Regions from separate parts of the Canis lupus genome. Here region 2 is linked to region 1. Evidence: chromatin contacts called from public Hi-C data. All regions are on one chromosome and are shown on one strand. Each heading gives the region's core, a stretch centred on a gene start, on an enhancer-like site or on the middle of the called end of the contact. The rest is flanking DNA. Distances are from core to core; before and after follow the strand shown. Region 1 holds the start of TRIM55 (tripartite motif-containing protein 55). Region 2 holds the start of RRS1 (ribosome biogenesis regulatory protein homolog).

Evidence for each region. Hi-C and Micro-C count contacts between places; a contact is called where the count stands out from the background.
Region 2: a contact with region 1 is called in a Hi-C map of skin fibroblasts, with 3 times the contacts expected there. The contact joins the promoter of RRS1 here to the promoter of TRIM55 in region 1. A contact is called at or near these places in 3 of 9 Hi-C or Micro-C datasets (amygdala, blood and skin fibroblasts).

What each region holds. Positions count from the first base shown.
Region 1 is chr29:16,250,815-16,256,832 of UU_Cfam_GSD_1.0, forward strand. TRIM55 (tripartite motif-containing protein 55) reads left to right here and starts at 1,916. Exons shown (of 11, transcript XM_038579415.1): 1 at 1,916-2,266; 2 at 2,811-2,983. The coding sequence starts at 2,099.
Region 2 is chr29:16,479,384-16,484,844 of UU_Cfam_GSD_1.0, forward strand. RRS1 (ribosome biogenesis regulatory protein homolog) reads left to right here and starts at 3,193. Exons shown (of 1, transcript XM_038579420.1): 1 at 3,193-4,918. The coding sequence starts at 3,320. The coding sequence ends at 4,417.

The DNA of each region.
Region 1 (6,018 bases), core at 666-3,165:
CTCCTGTGCCTTACTGTCTTTGCTTGGTACCTTCCCTTGGAAAACCCCAACTATGCCCCCCACCTAACTCTACATCCATTCATCTAAATTCTCAGTGGATCAGTACAAATACCACCCACCCATGAACCCCTCCTGAGTATCCCAACTCTGAAATTCTGTAGCTCTTTATCACATTTTGTTTTGTGCTATGGTTCTGTATATAAATGTCTTGTTTCTGCTGTTAAACTGAGCTCCTTGAGCTCAATCCACAGAACTACGCTTGTCTTTCAATCTACAGGGCTAATCACAGTGGGGACACATAATGAACAGTCAATGAGTATTTTTTGAAAGAATGAATTCCTTTAATAAGCATAGGCTCAGCTACATTGTACATTATTAAAGTGCTTTTCCTTAGATTGAAGAGTCTTTTACTGTAGAATCTTTATCTTTCCTAGAAAATAACTCACATCCTGCATTCACCTGCCTATACTAGGTGAACTGTATTAACTCAGTAAAAAAAAAAGTGTCACCAATTCCCTTTTTTATTGGAGTTGCTAAATAGATATTGAAAGGAATAACAAGATTCTCTCCTAAGATGCCTGAAATGTTTATGAATACATGTAACTTATTATTAGTTAATAGAGCTTATTAGATTCTCAATAAGCTCTCACTGCACACAGCAATGAGACCATAGATAACCAGTCACACTGGCCTACTCTTTACTGGTGACTAAGTACACACTGGTGATATATTGACAAAATGTGTTCACTCTTTGAATATTTTTAGATCAAGGATAAACAGACCTTCACATTCATCTCATATAAACGTATATGTATCTCTTTTTCATTTTTTATCTTATTTTTAATTTTTAAATAACTATATATTGATAAAACAGTTCTTTCACAAAATCCTGGCAAATATCAGGATTTCTATTTATGACTCAAGAGCAGACCAAGAATATTAGAAATGACCAGGGAAACTATCATTTGAAAAATCCACTTGGAGAAGGAGGCAAATGAAAAGAGGTGTAGTAGTATTTCAGACCAGTTAAAACCCAGGTATGGAAGCATTTTCACTTCAGTTGGCAATAGCACTGACATCTGTTCCCACTTTATGGAAAAATGAAATAATGGGTCTGCTACCCCACATGCCAGTTATTACTTCATTATTGATTATTGCTGCAAACTAAATTTAAACTTTAAAAGATTGCCAAGTTTTCTTTGTGTTTTTGGTGTGAGGAGGGGGTTGTAGGTGTACAGGATGAAAGAGGGGGTTAAGGAGGAGGGAGAATGATGCAGAAGAAAAAAGTACTAGAATTTTATTCACAACTTTTTTTTTTTTTTAATGGGATCATCAACCAGTGTTTGGATTTTTTTTCATAGATACTCTTATGGTGAAAGGGGTTGAAATCAGTGGTTAAACTGGAATTTTTCTTAGACCATAACTCTTAGCAAAGATGAAAAAATCAATGTCAAGCAAGTCTTTTTAGATGATTGCCTTTGTAAAGCCAGGAGAATGATTTTCAGGACAAATTTTGTTGGTTTTCACTTAAGACAGTACGATCATGCTACTTTGGGTCCCTTGCTGCCTAAACTCTCAGGACAGAAATGGCATTCATCATCCAGTTAGATTCTTGGGCTATGTTCTCTCCAGTCCTGGAGAAATCCGTCACCGCGTTCTTACTGAGCGCTCACAGAGGGCATGGCTCAGTGACTAGGCATGCACATTTGCATTTGTTGTGACAACTGTCAGCTTCAAACTCCCTCTCCTCACAACCCTGTCTAAATGGGGTTTGTAATCCTTCTTCCCACCCACTCTCTTCACTCCCTGGGGCAGGAATGTTGGCTCCTGTTCCCTGTCACCTGTCAGAATCCGTCCTCCTGTCACTGGCTTATATGGACAAGTCAGCCCGCTGTCACGTGACCCCCCCCCCCCCCCACCACCACTGCTAAAAACAGCTCCGGCTCCCCCTGTGAACCTGGGCCTGAAACAATGTCTTCCACCGAAAAAACCATAAAGGACACTTGATCACCCAATCCTTGGAATTATTTCCAGGAAACGCTTGCAGAACCATCCGGAGCACCCTTTCCCTGGCAGCGCACAAGGGGACGGCCGGGAGATGAGCGCATCTTTGAATTATAAGTCTTTTTCTAAAGAGCAGCAGACCATGGATAACTTGGAGAAGCAACTCATCTGTCCTATCTGCTTAGAGATGTTCACGAAACCTGTGGTTATTCTCCCCTGTCAGCATAACCTGTGTAGGAAATGTGCCAGTGATATTTTCCAGGTAGGTTTGTTTGGAATTTAAGGGGTAAAAACAGAGTCTCTTTTCTCTGAATCAAGTGCTAAACTTTTAGGTGAATTCTTCTAGAAAACTTCATAAGGCTACATTCATTTTCAAGAAAAACTTTTTTTTTTAAAATGATTTGCTTTGTGCTTTGTTGCCTGCCTCCTCCTTACTCCCAAATCTAGTTTTACTTAAATACTAAGAATCATATTTGTTTAAAAAAACAAACAAAACTCAGTTCATTGAATCTGCTTCAAATTGTAAATGAATTGCTGCCCAAGACATTCATGTTGGAGTTTCTGGCTGGAACTTTTGGTTGTGAAAACATTGGATGGAAAACTGCCTCGTGCTGAAAATGGTACATTTGACTGTGGGTAAGTCCTGTATTTTAGGACCTCTTGCTGATAAGGCCCTAAGGGATTCTCTTATGGCCAGCTTAAAGTAGAAGTTGATGTTGTTTGTAGTAACCAAGAGTGAGAAGAAGTCTCAGAAAAAGCTATCTGTGGCATTACTCAATTCCTCTTTCCTTGCTTGGCAAGAACAGGCTTCTAACCCGTATTTGCCCACAAGAGGAGGCACCACTGTGGCATCAGGGGGCCGATTTCGCTGCCCATCCTGTAGACACGAAGTGGTCCTGGACAGACATGGGATATATGGCCTTCAGAGGAACCTGCTGGTGGAAAATATCATTGACATCTACAAGCAGGAATCCACCAGGTACTGTTCCTCCATGTGGCAAACCCATTTGAAGCTTGCTTTTGCCTATTTGTTTGTTTGTTCTAATGGATTAATATGCCAAATGCTTGTTTGCCAATCACAGACATTGTTTTATAGGAAAATGTTTTCTAAGTGAGGCCTTCCCAATGAGAGAATTGCTTACAGAAGGGGAAGGGAGCTGGTGCCCAAGACTTTATATCAACTCAATAATGAAGTAATTCATTAACACTAATCCATTCAGTAATACTGAAAGAGGCATGATGCATTCCACCCCTCTAAGCCTTGTAATAATGTATGTTTTAGACATCTCTTCACTTTTCCACAGGTCCTTTGTAGCTCCAGATTCTATGCAGTAGAAAACTTACAGTACAAAACTTTAAAGAAAACTAATAAAAATGGCATTTTCCAAAAAAAGTCCAGTTCCTAGTTTGGACAATCTCACCTGAAAATTGTCTAGATGATCCTATTAAAAACAAAATATAGTTAGTCATGGTATGGAAGTTGCAAAGCAATGCAGAGTCCTGTCCTTTAGCAAGTTAAAGTTTAGAGACCTGGGGGCCGGGGGGTGGGGAGAGATGGCACTCAGGTTTTTCTAGTCTCTAGATTGTATTTGCCTCACACTCTTAGCACTCACCTGTTGATTGATTGATACTCAATACGTGCATCCATTCACTAAAAAAAAGAAAAAAAAAGGCTTCTTCCTCATTATATCACATTGGCTATAGAGTTCCTTTCCTAGAGACAACAAACACTGCAGGAGTTCATTCCTAGAAGGCGTGGTGTGAAGAGCCCTTTCTCAATTATACACAGGTCGGTCCAATCCACAGAGCTTGATAGCAATATTGAGACCATCTGGAAATGAGCTCATTGTGATTCTTATTAGGAGACATGTATTTATGGAACATCTGCAGGGCTCTAAGAGCCTTGCAGTCTTAGAAGGAAAGCTGTTCTATAAATCTAACATATAATTATTATAATCATTATGGCTATTAGTTCCTGCTTAAGATTCAAACTAAATTAGATAGTGCCAGGATCTAGATGGATTTGGGGAAGAAGAGTAATTTCCAATGACATATTGCAGAGCACAGAGTCAGCTATTTCCCTGGCTTCCAGAATCTCCGGAGAAGAAGGAAAGTGCTATTGTTGCTGCTGTTACTTCACAGATCTGATCTGATTGTATTATGTTATGCAAATACACATATTGTCTCTTAAAAAAAACAGTCAATTAATAACCCAGACAATTATTAAGAGTGCTTATATAACAACCAATCCAATGTCTAGTACAGTGTCTTGCATAGAATTGTTACTCTGTAAGTGCCAGCTGATGAAGCAACACCCCAAGCTTCTTACATGTTCTACTTATTGCAATAATTTCGTTTTACTACTTGCTACAGTGAGAGCTTGAAACATGGGAAATAATAGCAATAATGTTATGAAATCCAGATAAGAAGAGATGTTAAAACTTGCAGCATAAGCAAAACCACAAAGGTGAAGAAACCATATAGAAGAAATGAACCAAATTTCCAACAATGAAGCTCATAACTCCATGCCCTAGTGGTGTTTTTCAGATTATCAGGTTCTTATGCTGTTATTTCTTGAACCCGAGACCTGCCTTTGGGACATCTTTTACTTGATGGCAAAAGCAGGCATTGATACTTGGGCATAAACCCAAGGGCAGCTTCGCCAGCCCAGAACCCTGGGCTTCCTTAGAATAACCTTGGCTATACAGAGTGAGATGAATCTATCTCTGGCTCACCATCATCGGGGACAGAGGAGAGGGCCTGGTCAACTCTGACCTCCCACAGAAAGACTAGAGATTGTACATCTCAAAAACACCTGGCCTTCTTACCTGGAATTCTGCATGGTGCTGAACTAGCCCAGTTTGGGGATTTGACAAGAGAAGGAATTTATTTTGCTATTATTAATCATAAAAGCTATAATAATTAACTTTATAATAAGTAAAAATAAGATGTACCGTCTGTGTCAACTGTTCAGGGTGCTTTACATATGAATCATGTATAATTCTTTTTCAAAAAAAATACTTTATTTATTCATAAGAAACACAGAGAGAGGCAGAGACATAGGCAGAGGGAGAAGCGGACTCCCCAGAAGGAGCCCGATGTGGGACTCGATCCTAAGACCCCGGGATCAGTCATGACCTGAGCCAAACGCAGACGCTCAACCACGGAGCCACCTAGGTGCCCCTCATGTATGATTCTTTAATTCTCACAAAAATCTCATGATTGTGATTATTATTACCTGATTAAAAATTCTGAGTATTTCACTGAAGCTAACTCCTATACATCATTTAAACATTCAAATAGGGGATCCCTGGGTGGCACAGCGGTTTGGTGCCTGCCTTTGGCCCAGGGCACGATCCTGGAGACCCGGGATTGAATCCCACATCGGGCTCCCGGTGCATGGAGCCTGCTTCTCCCTCTGCCTCTCTCTCTCTGTGTGACTATCATAAATAAATGAAAATTAAAAAAAAAATTCAGATAGTACTACAAGACCTCTAATGAGGCCTCCCCAACTCTCTCTCCACTCCCCAGAGGCAACCACTTTTCATTGTTTTAGCTGTTTTTCTGCTATCACCCAGTGACATCTACACACTACTCCTATACTCCCATTTCTTGATTTTTCAGGTTAGACCTTCTCTATCAACTTTTCACTGCAGGTGATCAGGACAGTACCCTCCTGTGGCTGGGCTTCACCTTACTTTTACTTTTCCTGGGTTGAATCCCTGTTTCCTAGAACCAATGTCTTTCTTTGTTGGCTTATTCTACTGCGGTTTTTTTTTTTTTTTTTTTTTTGCTGTTGTTGTTGTTGTTGTTTGTGGAGCATATCCTCAAGTAATCTCCCAAATATGCAAGAAGTGCTCCACTTTCAGCCTCCCACACATTCCTGCCTTCAGAGTACCTGGCTTCTGCAATTCCAGAGTCTTTCTTGGGTTGCACAGCCCAAGACAGCTTGCTCCTTGCAAGCTTCTCCCCTGCAGGCCCTTAGCAGAAATAAGATGCAACTCAAGTAGGTCA
Region 2 (5,461 bases), core at 1,943-4,442, 230 kb after region 1:
AAAAATGAACCATGTGGAAATAACGTAAGCATTTTAAGGGCCCTTTTCTGCTATTTTATCAAATTACTAGCACATTGAACTTCCTAGACAAAAATGCTCAAAATAACTATGTTCACAGCAGGATTAAAGATTGCATCATCCCTAACAATTTCCGCTACCAGAAAGGGGCAATTGAGAAACATTCAGAAAGTAAATCTAAGTTAATGCAGCATCAAAAAAAAAAAAAGGGAAAAAATACTTACAAAAATGTTTTACTGAACAAAGTAGTTATGTTTTGAGGGAACGTAAAGGTATTACTTTCACGCCTTTAACCTTCTTGCCCCTGACTGGGGAGAAAAAAAAAAAATCTCTATTAGTTCACTTTTCTTATTGAAATACTTCTCAATAGTTTCTAAAAAAATATAATTGTTGACTGTTCTGTCCTATGCCTCATTTTTGCCTTTCTTGAGGAATGTTCTTAAGACTCTAGAAAGGTAACTAAGATAGAAAAATAGGAATGGGGAAGAGATATTTAGAAAACAAGCATAAGGAGCACTATCATACCATGGAATAAAGAGCTATTTGGAGCCAGCTCATGGCCCCAATATAAAGAGAAAAACAGAGTCTGATGACCAAACTTGGGATCTGTCTGCATTATGCATCAAAAGAAGGAAGAGAAACCAACAAAGAGAAAAGACAAAGGAGAAAAAACAATAAAAGATATACAACCATTTCGTGTATTGTTAAAATATATTCACATATATTTGCACAACTTTGGTAGGCTTGTTCTTGACACTGCAAAATCTTGCCTGACATAAAGATGATACAAATACAAGCTGGAGACCACCACTCACCTACTTGCCTCACCAATTTTTTTTTTAAGCCACAAATCCCAATCTTAATAATTTTGTTCACAATGAATCTAACAGCCAACATTAATCCTTTTTTTGAATTTAGAAAAGTCTATTTAATAGGTTTATTTGTTCAATCAGGTATTGAATACCTGTTATGTATCCAGAATTATCATTGGCAAAGTGGAAGTAAAAATCAGTCTCCCATCATAAGGAAATTAAAACTGACCTGGACTGAAAAAAACTATTCAGTATAAAACAATTAGAGTTCAAAAAGAGCTGACATATATAATTCAAACCAAATAGCATTTCATACAGTGAGAACTCGCTGTTTACCATTTAACACCTGTTAACATTTGTTCTTTGGACACCTGTTGACATTTGCTCTTTTTCTCCCCGAACTCTGAAGATTGACAGAGGAACTAAAATCCTACAAACGTGACCTTCCTATTAAAAGCCCAAGTGCAAATTTCTCTTAACCTTTCCTTCTTCTCTACTGTTCCACACAATCTCAATAATCTTCATGTCTAGTGTCTGGAATATGGCAATCATTCACATGTTTGTTGAAAGAATGAGTGAATGAATCAGAAACTAAGCCAAGTCCAGAACAGCCACATCAATGTCTGTAACACTCTCCTAGGTAAATCACAAAACCTTTTAAGGGTCAAGGCTAGGTTCAAGGCAGTTACCTAATATGGCCTTTGGCCTGGCCTTGACCCCACAACATGAATGGTATTAAAGACTTGGTGCTGAGTGTTAAGACAAAGGTAGAAAAAAACATGCAAATCCTAAAACACTTTTTGTTTGTTTATAGCAGCTCTATTCGTAACTGCCACCTAAAATACTTTTAGAAAAGAGGCAAAAAGGTTGCAGCATACTGTCTGATGCACAAAATGTGCTCACTAAATGCATGATGAGTGAATGAACAAAGGGAAGCTGAGGAAAGATAGTGAGCTACAGAAACCAAAGTCAGGGGGGAGGTATGGTAGATGGGACTACGCCTAATGCCCCCTCTAGCTGAAACTCGACACAATCTATTTCCTAAGAGCTATTATGTCCATTTCCATGGGCTAATTTTCCAGCATAACCCCCTCTTTACAACTCCTAACTTCCCATTAAAAAAACAAAACCAAACCTGTAAGCCACACAATCAGCACTGTGCCTCCTAAACGTGGTGTACATACTCATTACCCAGAGATTTTGTTAAAATGAAGGTTCTGAACCATTGCGCCTGGGTTGAGGCCAGAGACTCTGCAATTCCAACAACTTCTCAGGTGATGCTAGGCTGCTGGGCAACAGACCACACATTTTATGTATCAAGAGCCTGAAAACATTGCAGAGAATATGTCAATCGTGTTAAAGCCAGAGTTAAGATCATTCCTGCTCCCACGTTTCCCAGTTGTATAACCTTAGATAAGTCATTTTCCTTCTCTGAGCCTTCCTTTGCCATCAGTGGAATACCGTGATTAACAACGGCTAACATACCGGGAACTAATGTTTCATATTTTCCACTCATGAGTTGGGCTTAGGTTAAACAATCTGTCCAAAGCAGGTCCTGTAAAACGAGATTCTAGGTCATCTGACCCAAGAACCGGGTGTATGATCACCGTATAACACTGCCTCTTTAGCCTACTCCCAGAGCGATTAGAAAGAGTAATAATTGGTATTTCGTTAACATTTGTTGCGCCCTCTTATGTTCCATACCAAGCTCCCCCAGAGACATATTAACTCATTTATCCTTGAAACAGCCCTAAGAGGTAAGTGCTATTACCACCACATCTTACAGGTTTTTAAAAATAGGCCCAAATACCCGAAGGTCCAACAGCAGGGTTGGAACTCGCGCAGTCTCACTGCAGAGCCCAGCGCTCTTTTGCCACAAGCCTGGAGAGGATGAAATCTAATTGCCAGGGCCCGTTCGCCTGGAAAACAAACCAAATCTTCCACAGTTAGCTTTATGTGCAGTTGTGGGACGTGTCTCTCGGCCCACACCTAGGACTCCCCGCACCCCCACCCCCACCCCCACCCCCCATGAACGGGTCTGGGCTCGGGTAAAATATAATTTATCTAGTCCCAGAAGCGAAAACATCTCGTGAACTGATTTTACACTGAAATTGTTAGCAGTCGCTCGCGGAGCCCTCGAACTCGACGTCCAAAATTTGCACCGCCCCTTACGCCGCTGCATCCTGGGAGCCACAGCCCCAGTTAGCCCTGGAAAATGTAGTCCAGACTCCTGGGCCAGCACCGCCTACCTCCGGGCTCCCGCCGAAGGGCCTCCGGGAATCCCATCTGCTCTCCAACACCGCTCTCTGCCGGCCTTTCCTCGGCTTGCCGGGACTGGGAGCCTGTTCCGGGTGCCCCGGAAGCGAAGCTTTCTCTTCCGCAACGAGCGTCTCGGCGGCCGCACGTGCTTGCGTTGCCGGGGCGAGAGCCGGCGTTGGCAAGAGGGGCTCTGAAGTGCTTTCCCGGAGCGAGGGAGCCGAGGCCGAGCCATGGAGGGCCCGAGCGTGGAGGAGCTGCTGGCAAAGGCGGAGCGGGACGAGGCAGAGAAGCTGCAGCGCATCACGGTGCACAAGGAGCTGGAGCTGGAGTTCGACCTGGGTAACCTGCTGGCCTCTGACCCGAACCCCCCAGCGGGGCTGCGGCGCGCGGGACCCTCGCCGGAGGCGGAGCTGCAGGCCCTGGCGCGGGACAACACGCAACTGCTCATCAACCAGCTGTGGCAGCTGCCCACGGAGCGCGTGGAGGAGGCGCTGGTGGCACGCCTGCCGGAGCCCACCACGCGCCTGCCGCGCGAGAAGCCGGTGCCCCGGCCGCGGCCGCTTACACGCTGGCAGCAGTTCGCGCGGCTCAAGGGCATCCGTCCCAAGAAGAAGACCAATCTGGTGTGGGACGAGGTGAGTGGCCAATGGCGACGCCGCTGGGGCTACCAGCGCGCTCGGGATGACACCAAGGAATGGTTGATCGAGGTGCCCGGCGGTGCCGACCCCTTAGAGGACCAGTTCGCCAAGCGGATCCAAGCCAAGAAGGAACGCGTGGCTAAGAATGAGCTGAACCGGCTGCGTAACCTGGCTCGCGCGCACAAGATGCAGCTGCCCAGTGCGGCCGGCATGCACCCTACGGGACACCAGAGTAAGGAGGAATTGGGCCGCGCCATGCAGGTGGCCAAGGTCTCCACCGCCTCTGTGGGGCGTTTCCAGGAGCGCTTGCCCAAGGAGAAGGCGCCCCGCAGCTCCGGCAAGAAGAGGAAGTTTCAGCCCCTTTTCGGGGACTTTGCAGCTGAGAAGAAGAGCCAGTTGGAGATGCTGCGGGTGATGAACAGCAAAAAACCTCAGCTGGACGTGACGAGGGCCACCAATAAACAGATGAGGGAAGAGGACCAAGAGGAGGCTGCAAAGAGGAGGAAAATGAGCCAGAAGGGCAAGAGAAAAGGCGGCCGGCAGGGCCCTGGGGGCCAGAGGAAAGGTGCCCCGCCCAGCCAGGCCGGGAAGAGAAAGGGGGGCTTGGGAGGCAAGATGAACTCTGGGCCGCCTCGTTTGGGCGGCAAGAGGAAAGGAGGGCAACACCAAGGAGGGAAAAGAAGAAAGTAATTTTCACCCTCGGACCCGTCTGTAAACGAAGAACTGTACTAAATGTTAAGTTCTAGTTACTGGGTTGGGAGGCCAGGAATGTTGAAAAAGATGTGCTGCCTTCACTGAGCTTGAGGTTGAAGGGATAGGCTGCCCTCCTCACGCCCCCCAGAATAGTATGTAAATGCTGGACTCTACAAGGTAATGTTTTTCCCACAACCAAGAATTGGCTGGAGATTAAAGGATGTATTTGAGGACCTAAGAATCAAGGAAAGAATTCAGTGGAAACTGGGAATGAGTTCTATTTTTAAAGACGTATTTTTTTTTCTTTTTGACTTTGGAAACTGAGGGAAAGTTGGTCGTTTTTCAGACTTACATTTGATTTCTGCATTATTTTTATAACAAAGGAGTGTATCAAAGCAAGGGGGAGGGGACAGAAAGATTACAATTTAAAATGACTTACAAGTAACTCTTATGAAAGTTATTTAATTAATAAAAGTGTGTATCTAATGTCGCTTTTGACATTTTGGCTATTGGTAGAAATTCTAAGTAAAGCCAGGGGATACCTTATTAACATTATTTTAATTTGCTTTCTAAAAAATATAAAGCGGGTAATTTATGGTGATTTCAGTGATACCAAAAGAAGTAAGAGTTTTTTCTAATAAGTAACAGATGTAATATTGAAAGTGCTGTACAACTGCTGTCTCTTTGAAAAAGGATTTTATGCTTTTTATTACTGTGAAAACATTTATGGTAAATTATAAATTTGGGCTTCACTAAATAATGATAATAATCCTCATTAATCCAGAAAATACTTAAATGTTTTCAACATTTATGTCCCAATTTTTTTTTTTTTTTTAACTTCAGGTAGGATCTATTTTGAGAAGAGATAAACCCACCAGATCTTTAACTGGAACACTGTTATTTTTTATTCATTTGTCAAACTGACCTTAACTGGTTTAATTAGGAGGTCAAATGTTTATAGCTTTTATGGGCCTCGTTCCCTAATTGATCTTAGTAAATCAGTACCTACTGAAAAGGATTCATAGTACATCTAGAATCCAG